Regions from separate parts of the Xenopus laevis genome. Here region 1 is linked to region 2. The links are chromatin contacts, called in public Hi-C maps. All regions are on one chromosome and are shown on one strand. Each heading gives the region's core, a stretch centred on a gene start, on an enhancer-like site or on the middle of the called end of the contact. The rest is flanking DNA. Distances are from core to core; before and after follow the strand shown. Region 1 holds the start of lsm10.L (U7 snRNA-associated Sm-like protein LSm10). Region 2 holds the start of rspo1.L (R-spondin-1).

Region 1 (6,945 bases), core at 1,813-4,312, 150 kb before region 2:
AAAAATATTAGAAATCACTATAAATCATAAAAACTATATCTCCAGTTATCACCCATGATCACAACTTGTTTGCCGACTAGCAATGCATGGAAAAATCACTGTGCAATGAAATGTAGCAAGGTAGCCAAATCACTTTTTACTTCAAAAAAATCCCACATGCATGCTTGTAAGATAAAAAATATTGTTTATTAAATCATTTTTAAAATATTAAAAACATGTGGGGAGTTTTTGATATTTTAAAAATGTTTAATAAAACTATATTTTTTATCTTACAAGCATGCATGTGGGCTTTTTTTTTTTTTTAACTAAAAGGTTATACCTCTGTTTGGTCACTAGAGGACCCCAGCATGCCATTATTGGTTTACATAGGTCTATTTCCAAGAAATCTAGCAATAGAGCCAAATCACTTTCACTTGCATGCCATTAGAGAGTATGCATGGGCTTCCAAAACTCATGACCACAAAATTAAAAGTAAATACAAAACAGTAGGACCTTAGCATTAATTTATCACAGTTAATGACCCTTTACTGTTCATTTTTGGACACACAATTCATTTATATACACTGTACGTGAATAAGTGTATTAGTAAACAACAGTCGCACCAAGTGACAAAAAAAAAAGCACAACCATGAAGTAACTTTTGTTAACTTCAGGTTTAAAAGGGTTGTTCATCTTTCAATTGTCTTTTAGTAAGGTGTAGAGAGCAATATTCTGAGACAATTTGTAATTGGTCTTCATTTTTTAGTTGTGGTTTTTGAGTTATTTAGCTTTTTATTCAGCATAGATATCATAAGATATGTACTATATGACTTGATTGGGTGACATGGCAGAGCTGATGGAAGAAGAGCTGTGCAATTTGAGACTACGATAGCAATGACTAGACATAACAGAGTGGCAAATGTATTGCGTTTGGACAGGCTCACTGTCCTCTGCAGATCAGATAATATTGAAGTGACTCACTGTACATATCTGCACCTGAAGCCTCTTGGTGGGCACTATAATTCAAAAAATATTTATTCCTGAAAACTATGAACAATTTTTTTGTGAATCACAGTAGCCTTAATATAACTATTGTATGTGCCTGCTGCTAGAATCCTAATTGGCGGCGCCATAGAATATACATTCCTGGTTTACTCTTCCCGGTTTACGGTCAATACTCAGCACATCGATATCAAAGATCTCTAGTAGGTAAGGGGTTAATTTTGAAAAGTGTTAATTCTGACACTATTGCAACCACTTTTCTGCCTATAAAGTCTTTACTATAAAAGGCTCAATCTACTTCATCTAATGTAGGCAGTGTTTCACCTGCAGGGCCAGAACTAGAGGTAGGCAGTTCTGGCCCTTCTGTAGCTCAGGTGGGCAGGAGCAGTGGCACATTAGCAAAGGGAGAGGGTGGTGGATCTGTGAGCAGGAGTTGGCAAGCAAGGGGGGAGGGGGAGGGAGTCTATGACATGAGGGCAAATTTACTAAAGCGGCTAACGCAAATACGCCGGCGTGACATCATTTCGTTACTTTGCTGATTTACTAATGGGTGCTGGCGTAAATTCGCTAGCGAATTGGACCTACTCTAGCGCTACTTCGCACCTTTACGCCAGGCGAAGTTGCGCTATGGCGAAGGGACGTAACTACACTAATTCACTAACTTGCGAATTTTACTGAACGTTACCTCTTGCGCCAGACTTTACTTCGCCAGGTCAGACCAGGCGAAGTTCAATACAATAGATAGGAGTTTGTCCAAAAATAGTTGACAAGTCCCAAAAAACGCTGGCGTCTTTTACTTTTTTAAGGGCGATATTATGAAAAATAGCATAAATTGTTTTGGGGGTTCCCTCCCTACCCCCTACATTACCTAACATATGGCAACTCAACGATACAGTGGGCACATGTGTGGGGCAATAGAACACCTTTATTTTATCTTTTAAAGGCTTCCTGGGCTTGTGTAGTGTGATGTAGTTGCTGCAGCATATATTATATTTTAACTTCGTGCCGTATGCAAATTAGGCATCGCAATCGTAACTCCGCTTTGCCTGACGAAGTAACAGTAGCGCAACTTCCCTACCGTTTTCCTCCCTGAGCGAAACTTCGCATTTTTGTGAATTTGCGTAGGGCTGGCAAAACGCCTGGCGAAGCTGTTGCAACTTCGAATCTTAGTGAATTTGCCCTGGTGTGCAGGGCTGCTCTGGGTTGGATGATGGTTGCTGGTCTAAAAGCCCTGCATTGCATTTTTGTTACATCACTGCACTTGTTTTGTCTGCCAAGGCAGCAGGGCTGAAAATAAATAAATAATTTGTAATTTGGGGACCACTGCACAACTTTCTACTTTACTAATAGATAAACACCTGACCGTGAGCAAAAAAAAATACACTTATGGAATTAGAAAAAAAGTGACCTGATATTTCTAAATCACCAAAATGTTTTGTCACTACTAATCTAAGTAATAGAGGATCTCTAATCAAGTATCTCTAATATTGCTTCCCCACTCAATATATTTTTGATCTCTAAGCTGGTAAATATTGGCAATGTGGCTGCACTGGCAAACCTATCATCATCTTCCTATTTTATAGATCTTTAAACCTTTAATCAGGGGGTTACCAGTACATAAAATGAATAGCATATAGTGGTGCTGTTTGCAATGTGAGTATAACAATTTTCTGTCTCAATTAAGTGCAAAATCAAGCTGACTTAGTGTTATAACCAACAAGTACACACAAACCAGACAGTAAAATATCCCTTATATCTATACAAAAGTAATATGGTGAATAATATCGCCCACAAATGCTCAGTTCAGTGTTGGTGTGTCAAACACTAGTATAGCAAGCAATAGATCCATGTCTGCCAATGCTGCTCTATAGTCTCAATTCGGGTTTTGTAATAATAATAATAGAATGCAGGCTTATAACTACTCACTAGAAACCTATAAACTTCAGGCACACCATCCAGCTATTCACTTCGTTTGTCTCGTCCAGCTAAACTCCTCCACACGAACAGTCTGACTTCCGGGTTAGCTGGTCACATGCTCCTCCTACAGATGCCTTACTGGGTCAAACTTTCTAGAAATGCACAATCCCTGAACAAAAGTGAGTGACGAAGGATTAGTGAAACAATATGCAAATAGCACCAACGTAATTTCAATTTCTGAAGGCTTTGTGATGAAGGGAGACTGAAAGGGCAAAAATATAATTTCTGATTAAAATATTAAAATCCCATTCTGCATTTAAGCCTTTTGGGAGCTGGCTTTGCACCTATTTTCTTCTTGCAGCAGGGTCCTGCCTATATGTCAACCCCTTAAAATTCCAGGGGATTGTGTATCCCTATTCAGTTTATGGGGCAAATTAACTAAAGGGCGAAGTGACTAACACTGGTGAAAATTCGCCAGCGTGATGTCATTTCAGAGCTTTGCTGATTTACGGTCAATGGCATAATTTCGCTAGCGAAGGAAATAAACTGTAGCGTTATTTCACTCCGTAACGCCAGGCGAATTTTCGCTCTGGCGAATGGACGTAACTCTGCAAATTCACTAAGATGTGGATTTTACTGACATTACTTCTCACGTCAGACTTGAAAATTGTTGAAAATTTTTCTAAATCCCAAAAAACGCTAGCGTCTTTCCTTTTTTTCAGGGTGATAGGCTGCAAAAGATTGTACATTTTTTTGGGGGGTATCCAGCTTCCCCCCTACATTTCCTAACATATGGAACATACACTATACACTGGGCTCATATGTAGGGCAATAGAACAACTTTCTTTTATTACGCTTCCCTTTGTGTAGTGTACTTTCCTGCAACATATACGTCCATTCAACTTTAACTTCCCACCATATGCAAATTAGCCAACGCTAGCACAACTTTGCTCTGCTTGCCGAATTAACGCTAGTGCAACTTCGCCAGCATTCAGCGCCCTGGACGCAACTTTGCATGCTTGTGAATTAACGTTGTCTGAGCAGATTTTCACCTGGCGAAGTGTTGCGCTGCCTGCGAAGCCGTCGCTGGCAAATTTTCAACGCTTAGTAAATTTGCCCGGAGTATGTCTGGCATTCCTGTTATGGGCATCTAAACAAATGTTACTGTGGTCAAAGTCTTTTTCTCCAGACGATCTCTCTTGGTAGTGGGAATATTGGAGAGCTCACAGGATAGTCTATGGGCTATATTTATCAAATAGTGAGGTTAGAGCTCACCACATTCCACTAGAGTGAAATTCTGATACTCTCCATTCATTTCTATTGGGTTTTTAAAGGCGTATTTATCAAAGGATCAACTTTCACTCATTGATAAATACTCTTTTAAAAATCCCATAGAAATGAATGGAGAGTGGCTGAATTTCACTTTAGCAGACTGTGGTGATTACTCTTTGATAAATATACCCCTATGTCTTAAAGGAACAGTATACATCTCTTTTCACAATGAGCTGAATAAATAGGGCTTGTGCTGACTGAGCCTATTGTTGTAATTAATGATTATAGTTTCTGTTAATTCTGTCAGTAAACAAAAATATGAAACCAGTTTGGGGTTTCCTCCTTTCCCCACCTCTAACTTCAGGCAGGGCAGGGTGGTAAGGTTGCCACCTGTCCGGTTTTCATAGGGCTTCCCATCTTCCCATCTTCTGGGTCTTCGTGTCTTCCGGCGCTTTGGCAATTTCTGTCCATTTCAGCGCATGCTTCGGCCGAATAGTGGATTCGGTGCATCCCTAATGATAAACCCAACTGGCGCCACTAAACTGGAAGTGATGTCACAGGAACTAGAAGTGGCCGAAGTGATGTCACAGAAACCAGAAGTGGCTTCGCAGTATTTAATTTACAGTAAAGCAGGTTTTAATTTTTGTTCCCCCAAATATCTGCACCCACCTGGTACCAAATGGGTGCCTGCGGGTTGAGACATTAATGATAGTCCAACCGAGTCCCGACTGTGTTGGGGGGTATTTCACGTGTACCCGACCTATTGCAGGACTGTACCCCAGTGAAACATTGTGCACTGTTTGGGGTGTGGAAGGAAAAGAAGTTATTCTCAGGGATCTAGGGTTGCTAGGGAAAAAAATACCAGTTTTCCTATATATTTATCTTTTTTCCCTATTAATAAATTTGGGATCAACCATAATTTTTACCAGCCAGGCCGGTCAAATACAGCCCAGATGGCAACTATACATGGATCTCCAGAAGCTCAGAGACCAAATAATCTGCATTACAGCCTGGCTGGCAGACTGTTTTTATACAAGTTGTCTTAAATGTAGGGTGTATATCAACCTTTCCTCTCTGTGTATGATAGTGGATGAGAAAAGTTCCCAGGGTGGTGCATCACTCCTGACTCTAGTTGGAGGCATGCCAATTTCTAGTGTACCTGCTCTACTATAAAGCAGAGACACAGAACTCCTGTAGTGCCAAAAGGTTGGAATCAGTGCAGGATTTCCTTTAGAATACCAACCAGGTCTGGACTAGGAATCAAAATAGTCACTGGCATTCCAACTACAGAGGCCCAAACAGCCCCCCACCAGCCCACTAAAAAGTGACTTTCTATGGCATCTTACATCAGCACCTCTGGCATATACCAGAACCCACAGATTGCCAGTCTGGGCCTGATACCAACAATGAATTACATATACTTTCTACATTAATAATCAATGGGATACTTAGGTTTAGAGTTATTTGTTCATTATTGTATACCAAACCAGGCTGGGGAGTTCTGGTCTATGACCTCAGCCCTGTTTTGTATGTTTTCTTGCTTGGTCTGCTTCTTCAATTTGGTCATCGTGTTGGCTACCCTTTTATATCCCATGTGTAAACTCTGACTGGCAAGTTTATATAACTATTTAAGTATGTATGTATTTCTTATGTCTTTTAGTATATCTTATTTTATATATTGCTGACCCACTCATTTTCTTTTCCTTTTGTTGTTTTCTTTTTCTTTTCTTTTCTTTGAAGGTTTTTCTTCTTTGTATTTTTTCTTTTTTTTTTTATGAAAAATTTCAATAAAACTATTAGTTACAAAAAAAATAATCAATGGGATGGGTCTAACCATGTTTTCGTCAGCATCCTCTCTGCTTATAAACGTCACAGAACATATACCGTACCTAAATAATGGATAAATCAAAAGAAAAAAAGTGTCACTGTAACTTTTTTTAAAAAAAGGACAGTATAACCCCTTTTCATTATTTTGCCACATTTATTTATGATTTTTGTTCATTGTTTTTGTTATTTCTTGCAGTAAACAGGGCTAATTCTGTTAACAATAATGTTACAACCCCTCTTACACATGTCTTTCCGTGAAAAGTTTGTTTTGATTTGGCTCTACTGTAGGTCTTAAGGACTTAGGTGTGCAGGGCAGGGGCTACATCGAAGAGCATTTTAAAAATTACTGGCAGCCACATTGCTGGTAAATTTGTAATACCGGTCCCGGCCTGGGTAGGTATTTTACCAGCTAGGCCATTAAAACTCCAGCCTTGTGGCAACCATACCAAATGGGAGTTATTTTAAACCCCCCGGCCTCCCATCACAATGTAATTTTCCTGGGAATTTCTGGAGGAATATGGTGGGTGAAATTTAATTAATTCATGTGATGCCACCGGCTACGCAATAATTTCTTTCAATGGTGCACTTCACCCAGGTTGGCCTCCCACTGGGTCTACATATCTGCCATGGTTAAATCCCTTGCTCTTTTAGTTGTCACCATATTTCTCCTCATCAATTCTGTGTATCAATATACTGTAGTTTCATTTTAGGGATCTACACTCAGATTCATATTTTGTCTAGCAATCTATTCTGGACCCACTGAAATTAATCATATCAGCTATACAGCACCTCAAACAAAAAAAATAAAATCTGATTCTAATTTGAAATATGTATCACTGAAACAAGGGCCAACATAACCTTTAGGCAGTTTTTTCTGAACAAAACTGCAGCACACAACAGCACACAACAAACAAAATAATTGCATGCTGCCACCAACTCTAGTGATGC
Region 2 (6,986 bases), core at 2,941-5,440:
TGAAAAGGATCTCATGAAAACTGCACCAAGCTGCAGGTTCCCCAGTCATTTTGAAATGATTCTCAGCTACCATCTGCTGCTATGCAGGGAATGATAGGGTTAATATAACATATTTAATATACAGCATGCACAACAGAATCATAAGAAACCTTAAAAGGTTGACATACATTATTAAATAGTTTTAATAACCCATGGAGATACCATGGAGATATGTTGAGTAAAAATGGCATTTTAGCCAGCCTTATAGACTACTACAGGGTATCTGACATGCTAGTACCAGTCCTTTTTTTCCAACAGAGATAGTAATATACCTACCCAAATCCATTTAAGCAAAGAACTCTACCCAACCTTTAAGAAAGGGTAAGGTTCTAGCCAAATATACACTAGTAGTAACTATTGTAGGGATCCATTTCTTGCACCTCCCTGCATGTTTGTCCTTAGGCTTTTCAGAAAATATTTGCACCCTCACATAGGTTCCTGTTGCAGCAGCATTTACAATCTTATTTCCCTACCAGAGGTACATTGACTTTGAGAAGGGCATTCAAAGTTATGTACAATATCTGTGTTTTCTAATGACTTATTATTATTATGCAGTACTGCAAAATATATCCAGCATGGGTTGTTCTTGCAAAGGGATGTTGACAAACAATTAAAAAATATGCAGTTTACATACACCATTTTCAGGACTAAGGCAGGGAATCCTTGATATAGAAGGTGCTAGGTCTTTAAATAATAAACGTTGCTGTAGCAACGTATGCCAGTCAGAAACAAGTGTATTAAAGGATAAAGGCTCATGGGAGGGGTGCAAGAAGATATTGGAAAATAAGACTTGCCAAGATTATTAGCAGTAAACAAGAGATTATGGGGCAAAATCCCCCCTACATTTCCTAACATATGGCAAATAAACTATACACCGGGCTCATGTGTAGGGATTATAACCCGCTCCGATGCTATACTTTTAAGCGCAGAGCGGGAGAGGGGGGCGGCATCAGGGTTGCTGCCTCAAGCGGCACTAGCAGCCCATGGATCACTGCTGACCCTAGCGCAACTTCACTTCGCTGGGCACAGTAACGATAGCGCAACTTCGCCAGTGTTCGGCGCCCTGGACACAACCTTTAGATTTTAGTGAATTAGCGTTTTACTGACGAATCTACGCCTGGCGAAGTGTTGCGCTGTGATCGATTTTACGGAGGTTAGTGAATTTGCCCCTATAAGGGGGTCCCTATGATCACTACGTTTCAATAAACCATACAATAAACTTTGTTCATGATTTGATCTTTCCAGAGGAGTAATAAAGTCATCCTTCAGATTAGAAGAAAGCATGTTTCATTTTAAGGTGCAAATGTTTACAGTTAGGGGCATATATAATATGCTGTGTTAATATGAAATTTGCCAAAAGAACAGTGTTAAAGGCTCTGGAAAATAAATGGCAAATTGATTGTGTGTGTAATTTTACTCCATGCGAAAACCATAAGGAAGGTTTCGCCTTGCTTAAAGGAGAACCAAACCCTTGCTAATAAAAACCCCTACCCTACATAGACCCCCAATGTTGGAATAGTGGTTTCCAAGACCACCAGTCACTTAGAATGTTTGCAGACCAGACACATAATTGCATAACAGCAATTCAAATGTTAACATGTCTTAAGGTGGCCATAGACACACAGATCCGATCATACGAATCGAGGATTCGTACGATTTTCGGATTGTGTGTGGCGTGTGCCAACATCTTTCATCCGGCGATCCCGCCGGAGCTCATGGCACATCGTAATCTGATCGTTCGGTCATACGGCCGAACAGTCAGATTACCCCCGATATAGCCATGCTTGTTAATGGCATATCGGGGAAAGATCCGCTCGTTTGGCAACATCGCCAAACGAGCGGATCTTTGCATCTATGGCCACCTTTAGAATCCTTTTGAGCTGTTCTGGGTAAGAACAGGTACAGTTGTTTTATAATGGTCTTATTTGAAATACAATTTGAGATAAACCATGGCACAATTTGGGCATTTTAAGTAAGCTGTATCAGCCACCAGCCTCATGTACTTCTCAAGGTCAAAGGGTAGGGGGAAGATTGAAAGATGACATCAGTCACACAAATCTTCTCTTGAGTGCCATTGATTGCACACATTATTTAGAAAAGGGGTTAAGTGGTAATTTAAGGCATTTTTAATAGGCCTTAAACTGAGGGACCTTGACATGTGATCAGTGGCTTGCCGAGGAGCAGCTGTTCTCAGTGTGAATCCGTACAAGCAGGTCACAGCTGGGAATAATGCCCGCAGAATGGATGAGGTGAAACAGGAAAGATTGCTTTCCTTCTGAGCACTTTAGATTATTGTCACATATTCTGACACTTGTGTGGGATCTGCTCCTTTCTTTGCAATCTCCGTTGGCAGGCGTTAAATTAAGGTGTTAATGACAGTGGTTTCAGAACTTGTAAATTCTCATTATAACGTGTTTATTGGAAAAATGACATACTGCCTCTGCATTTAGTTACATTGGGGGATTAGAGCAACAGGAAAAACTGAGAATTAAAATTCCATGTGTAACAAAAGATTTACATCTACATCGGCTTCCCTGTATATTGGGATATTTTGCGGTTTAAAATGCTAGGATGGAAGAAAATACTTCCTGGTGACTAGAAAAACTGTAATGAGAAAAGTACTGACATGTCCCATTTTTCAACAACGCCTAATACTATTATTTTGTATTTAATAAAGATGACTTTTATTCTATTTATGTAAAAAGCCTTGTGGAATTGTGGTTTGATGTTTCTACTGTTTCTGTCAATATCAAGCTTTACTATTGCTGTAGGGGGAGAAGGAATGGCTTAGAGGTTAAGTCACTGGACTTTAAAGCAGAGAGGCCTGGGTTTCATTACTGTGTCAACTCCAATTCCTTATGGCCTTGGGTAAGTTACTCAATCCCCCAGCATCTCAGACATTGAAGCTCTGAAGGGGTGGGAATCACTGCTTGCCTTTTTTTTGCTTACAATGCTGTGTATAATTAGTTTCACAATATGAGATAATAACTATGCCTGTGGCACTGATACAGCATAGATAGCTGGCAACCTTTTACTTGGACAGTTTACATTCTGTGAATGTTATTTTAAAGGAGAATATACAGTGATCATAGCAAGGTTCACTTTCTATAATGTACCCTTGCTCAAGTATGAAGGAGTATGAGCAGATTGTACATATATATATATATATATATATATATATATATATATATATATATAAATTCATTCTGTCTATATGAGGGTGGAGATGCCTGTTGCTTTTGAAGAAGCTTAACAGCATCCGAGCGGTAGCACTAGATGAAAGAGGGAGATAAGTAATAAATTAAGTGACAAAATAAGAGATAAATTAAGCAATATGAAGTGATAAATTATGTGATAAATATAAGAATTTGAAGGAGTCTTTTTAATGACTGGGAGCTATATATTTTAGCGATAGACCATCAATATCTGCTCAGAGATTGACACATTAGCAACAATGTTTATTCAATTTGTGGCTATAGTCTCTAGAAACTCATTTTATGATCTAAGGAGCCATAATGCAGATGCCAAAGTAGTTTAGCACACACAGTATGGAGTCAAGTACATACCTACAGCTTCTGGCCAGAGGCTCAAAGAGGAATGTGGGAACCAGTTGTTCTGTGACAGTTGGGGATCCAGGCTAGTTGTACCTGCTTTAAAGAAGCACTAAAATATAATCTTAGTTGAGATCCATAAAATATTGATCCAATTAAGATATCATTAAAACAAAACAATCTTTTTTTCGGTTTAATTAATGTGTAAATTATTTTTTAGTAGACTTATGTTATGGATATCCAAATTACCTCATATCCTGGAAAACCCCAGGTCCCGAGTATTCTGAATAACAGGTACCAGGGTATATAGGTAAATATTTTCATTCTTTAACAGTGTTTAAAATATATGAAATGGCATGCCATGTCTTCCTGTCAGAGGAATTTTAGTGAGCTGTTTTCTCTGGAGCCTATTCAGCCTAGCTCAGACCTTAGAACTTACTATTTATTTATTAAAAACTGACAGTTTGCGCTATGTAGAGAGAAGGCAGCAATTTTTCAGTTTCAAAAGTCACGCATTTATGATAGGCTCTCTCAGAAAATGGAAATACTCCCCTCCTCCTCTCAAGTATAAAATGTCCAAAAAAAACAACAGCAAGCAACTTTCTGGCTTACATTGTAAATTCTGCTGCCCTGCACAGCACAAGAGGAGTTAAAGCTTTTCCTTTCTAGTAGGGGGGTTTCACTCTCATGCAACAGATATCTCCCACTCTACCCTTGAAAAGCTAGATGCTCTAGAGAGAGAGAGCAAGAGACAGACAGACAGAGAAAGAGGGAGAGAGAGAGAGTTAGCCTCATGCACATGAATGTGGTCGGGGCTGGAGAAGCTTTTTTTTCTCACTGGACAATTTGCTTAGAAGTGAACACTAGGTTTTGCTGATAGACTGCAATACAGACACAGGCAGATCTCTCTGTGAAAACCACTTGGAGCTTTCAGTGTTTGGTAGAGAAGCACTTTCTGCAGTGTTTATTTGTGCCAAAAATTTACCTTTTTTTCTTTGTCTTCTTTTACAAACATATACAAGTCTTTGCTTTTGGACTTTTTGATTGCCTTTCTTGGTTAATTCTGTATCCTTTGGTCGAACAGGGATTTCTAAAAGGAAAAAAAAGCTTGTGGATACTACAGCACAGGTAAGCTTCATTGATTTAATGTGATTTTTCCTACACTAGTCATTGTTCGTTGTTAGATACCTGTGACATTGCCTTAGACATACATTTGCTATAAAAAGTGTAAATATCACATGCTTATCAGTCAATTATTTTAGTCCGGGCATTGGATTGATCAATAAGATAGATAGTTTAGTAGATACGCTTATGAGAATTGTTGGATACTGTTTTATATATCTCACAGAGATTACAGTGATGCCTTTTATATGCCAGATACAGGAGTATAATTTAACCATAGAAATAGAAATGTCTTATTTATTGTACTCAGCACAGCAGCCACACAATGAGGGATACTCTTAGGCATTATAATTTGGTCAGTTTAAAGCTGACCATAGACGCAAAGATACCATTGTACAAAACGAAGATTCATACGATTTTTGGACCTTGAGTGTCCTGACATTTTTTTGTACCATGTTGTTCGGTCGGACAGGTTAAAAGATTTATATTGTCTACCGATAAGATCTCTGCATGTATTGCATATCGACGATATCAATGGAAAACTGTCACTAATATTTTCAGACATGATGTTCGTATGATTGCGGTCTGTCACTTAATGGCCCGAGCATTCTGTGATTTGATCTCTTTACTACTTTATTTTAATCTGAATGGTTAGTTGCAGGTCAGAAAATTGGCACTGATGATTGTTCATCTGACATAGGCTCTAATCTGCACGTCTATGGCCAGTTTTAGGACTATGATTACAATACACAAATGATTATGTTGCATGCAGATTGTAGAGGTCTAATGAATGGCAATGGCAATTTGGCATCAACTGTAGAACTATTGAAAGCAAACATAGTGTTTCTTATCCTGTTGGACTGTTCTGCAAATTCTGTGCCAGGCAGATCCTACAGTTATCAGATTTGGAAACCAAAATTAGTGGGTGTAATGGGGGAAAAATGTGTTTTTGGTTTCTTTTAGGTTGTTTCATACTGCATAATTTGAAACACGTAACTAAAAATGTACATTCTACACTAAAATCACATCGAAAGTGTTAAAAACAAGAGCAAATGAACAAAAGTCTCCACAAGTTTGATTTCTAGTTGCTTTATAATTTAAACCAGGCAGAACTGGGGTCTCAGTTTCTTAAATGCTAATGCTGGACAGAAACTCTGTTTTCATCATGGATATTGAGTTAAAAAAAACCAAAAAACGACTACACGCTGCATTCATCTGACAGTTTAAGTGTCTCGTGTGACTTTTAATATGGTTTTAAGGAAATTCTGGAGCGGAAAAAGGTGTTTTCATGCATTGCATAATATTCTGTGGACATATGTACCAAGATGACAAATATATTTGTTGCAGATTATTTGACCACAAGACCTTTAATCTGATGCTCTTTAATTTAATTAGGAAGAGAAGCACGTAATTAATGAGGGATGCTATGGCCAGTTTTTGGGCTGGACAGAGTTAAACTTTGCCTCATGATCCTTTGTCAGTGAACCCCTAATTAATGAAAATTTTCAATTTATCTTGATAGAATATGTCAGGGGTCCCCAACAGAGTTCCTGGGTTGTGCAAATAAGGACTATGATTGGTCATTTTGTAGCCCATAAATGGACTGGCAGCTTACGGGTGGAGTTGTCCGGCATTATATCTGGTTTACATGCAATTAAAACTTCTCCAATCTTGGAATTCAAAAATAAGCACCTGCTTTGAGACCACCAAGAGCAACATCCAAGGAGTTGGTGAGCAACATGTTGCTCACAAGCCACTGGTTGGGGTCCACTGGAATATGTCAATTTACCAATTGGGCCCAGTAACATCTATTTACAGCACTGCACTAATCGGATTATCCCTATTAGTATCTATATGGAGTCACCAGCCAAACGTAATGGTCCCACAGAGGCACATTACAATGTTACTGATTGGCCAGATCAATCAGATAAGTACAGTTTGGTGACCTGTATAAATATCCTGCTTATAGATTTTGCCAAACCGACAAGGAGCTGACTTATGAATCATCACTAAATTCTTGCAGTCAAGTGATTGTCGGTTTCTCAGTGTCAGTGACACTCTTCATCCAGAGATAACAATTAGCTCCATATCATCAGGAAAACAATGATATATTCATTCAATCCATTTGAACTTTTGTTGTTAGTATTTGGTGTAAACTTAAATAAACCTTTGATAAAGAGCTGTAGTTAGGAAGTACAAATAGAGGCTCCAATGAGTGAAAACAATTGTTGTGTGTGTGTCAAATAAAATATGTGTGCGTCTAAAGAATTTTAT

Evidence for each region. Hi-C and Micro-C count contacts between places; a contact is called where the count stands out from the background.
Region 1: a contact with region 2 is called in a Hi-C map of the XTC cell line, with 2.3 times the contacts expected there. The contact joins the promoter of lsm10.L here to the promoter of rspo1.L in region 2. A contact is called at or near these places in 2 of 4 Hi-C or Micro-C datasets (the XL177 cell line and the XTC cell line).

What each region holds. Positions count from the first base shown.
Region 1 is chr2L:88,310,093-88,317,037 of Xenopus_laevis_v10.1, reverse strand. lsm10.L (U7 snRNA-associated Sm-like protein LSm10) reads right to left here and starts at 3,062. Exons shown (of 2, transcript XM_018246717.2): 1 at 2,908-3,062.
Region 2 is chr2L:88,161,174-88,168,159 of Xenopus_laevis_v10.1, reverse strand. It overlaps rspo1.L (R-spondin-1), which reads left to right and starts at 4,190. Exons shown (of 6, transcript XM_018246716.2): 1 at 4,190-4,718.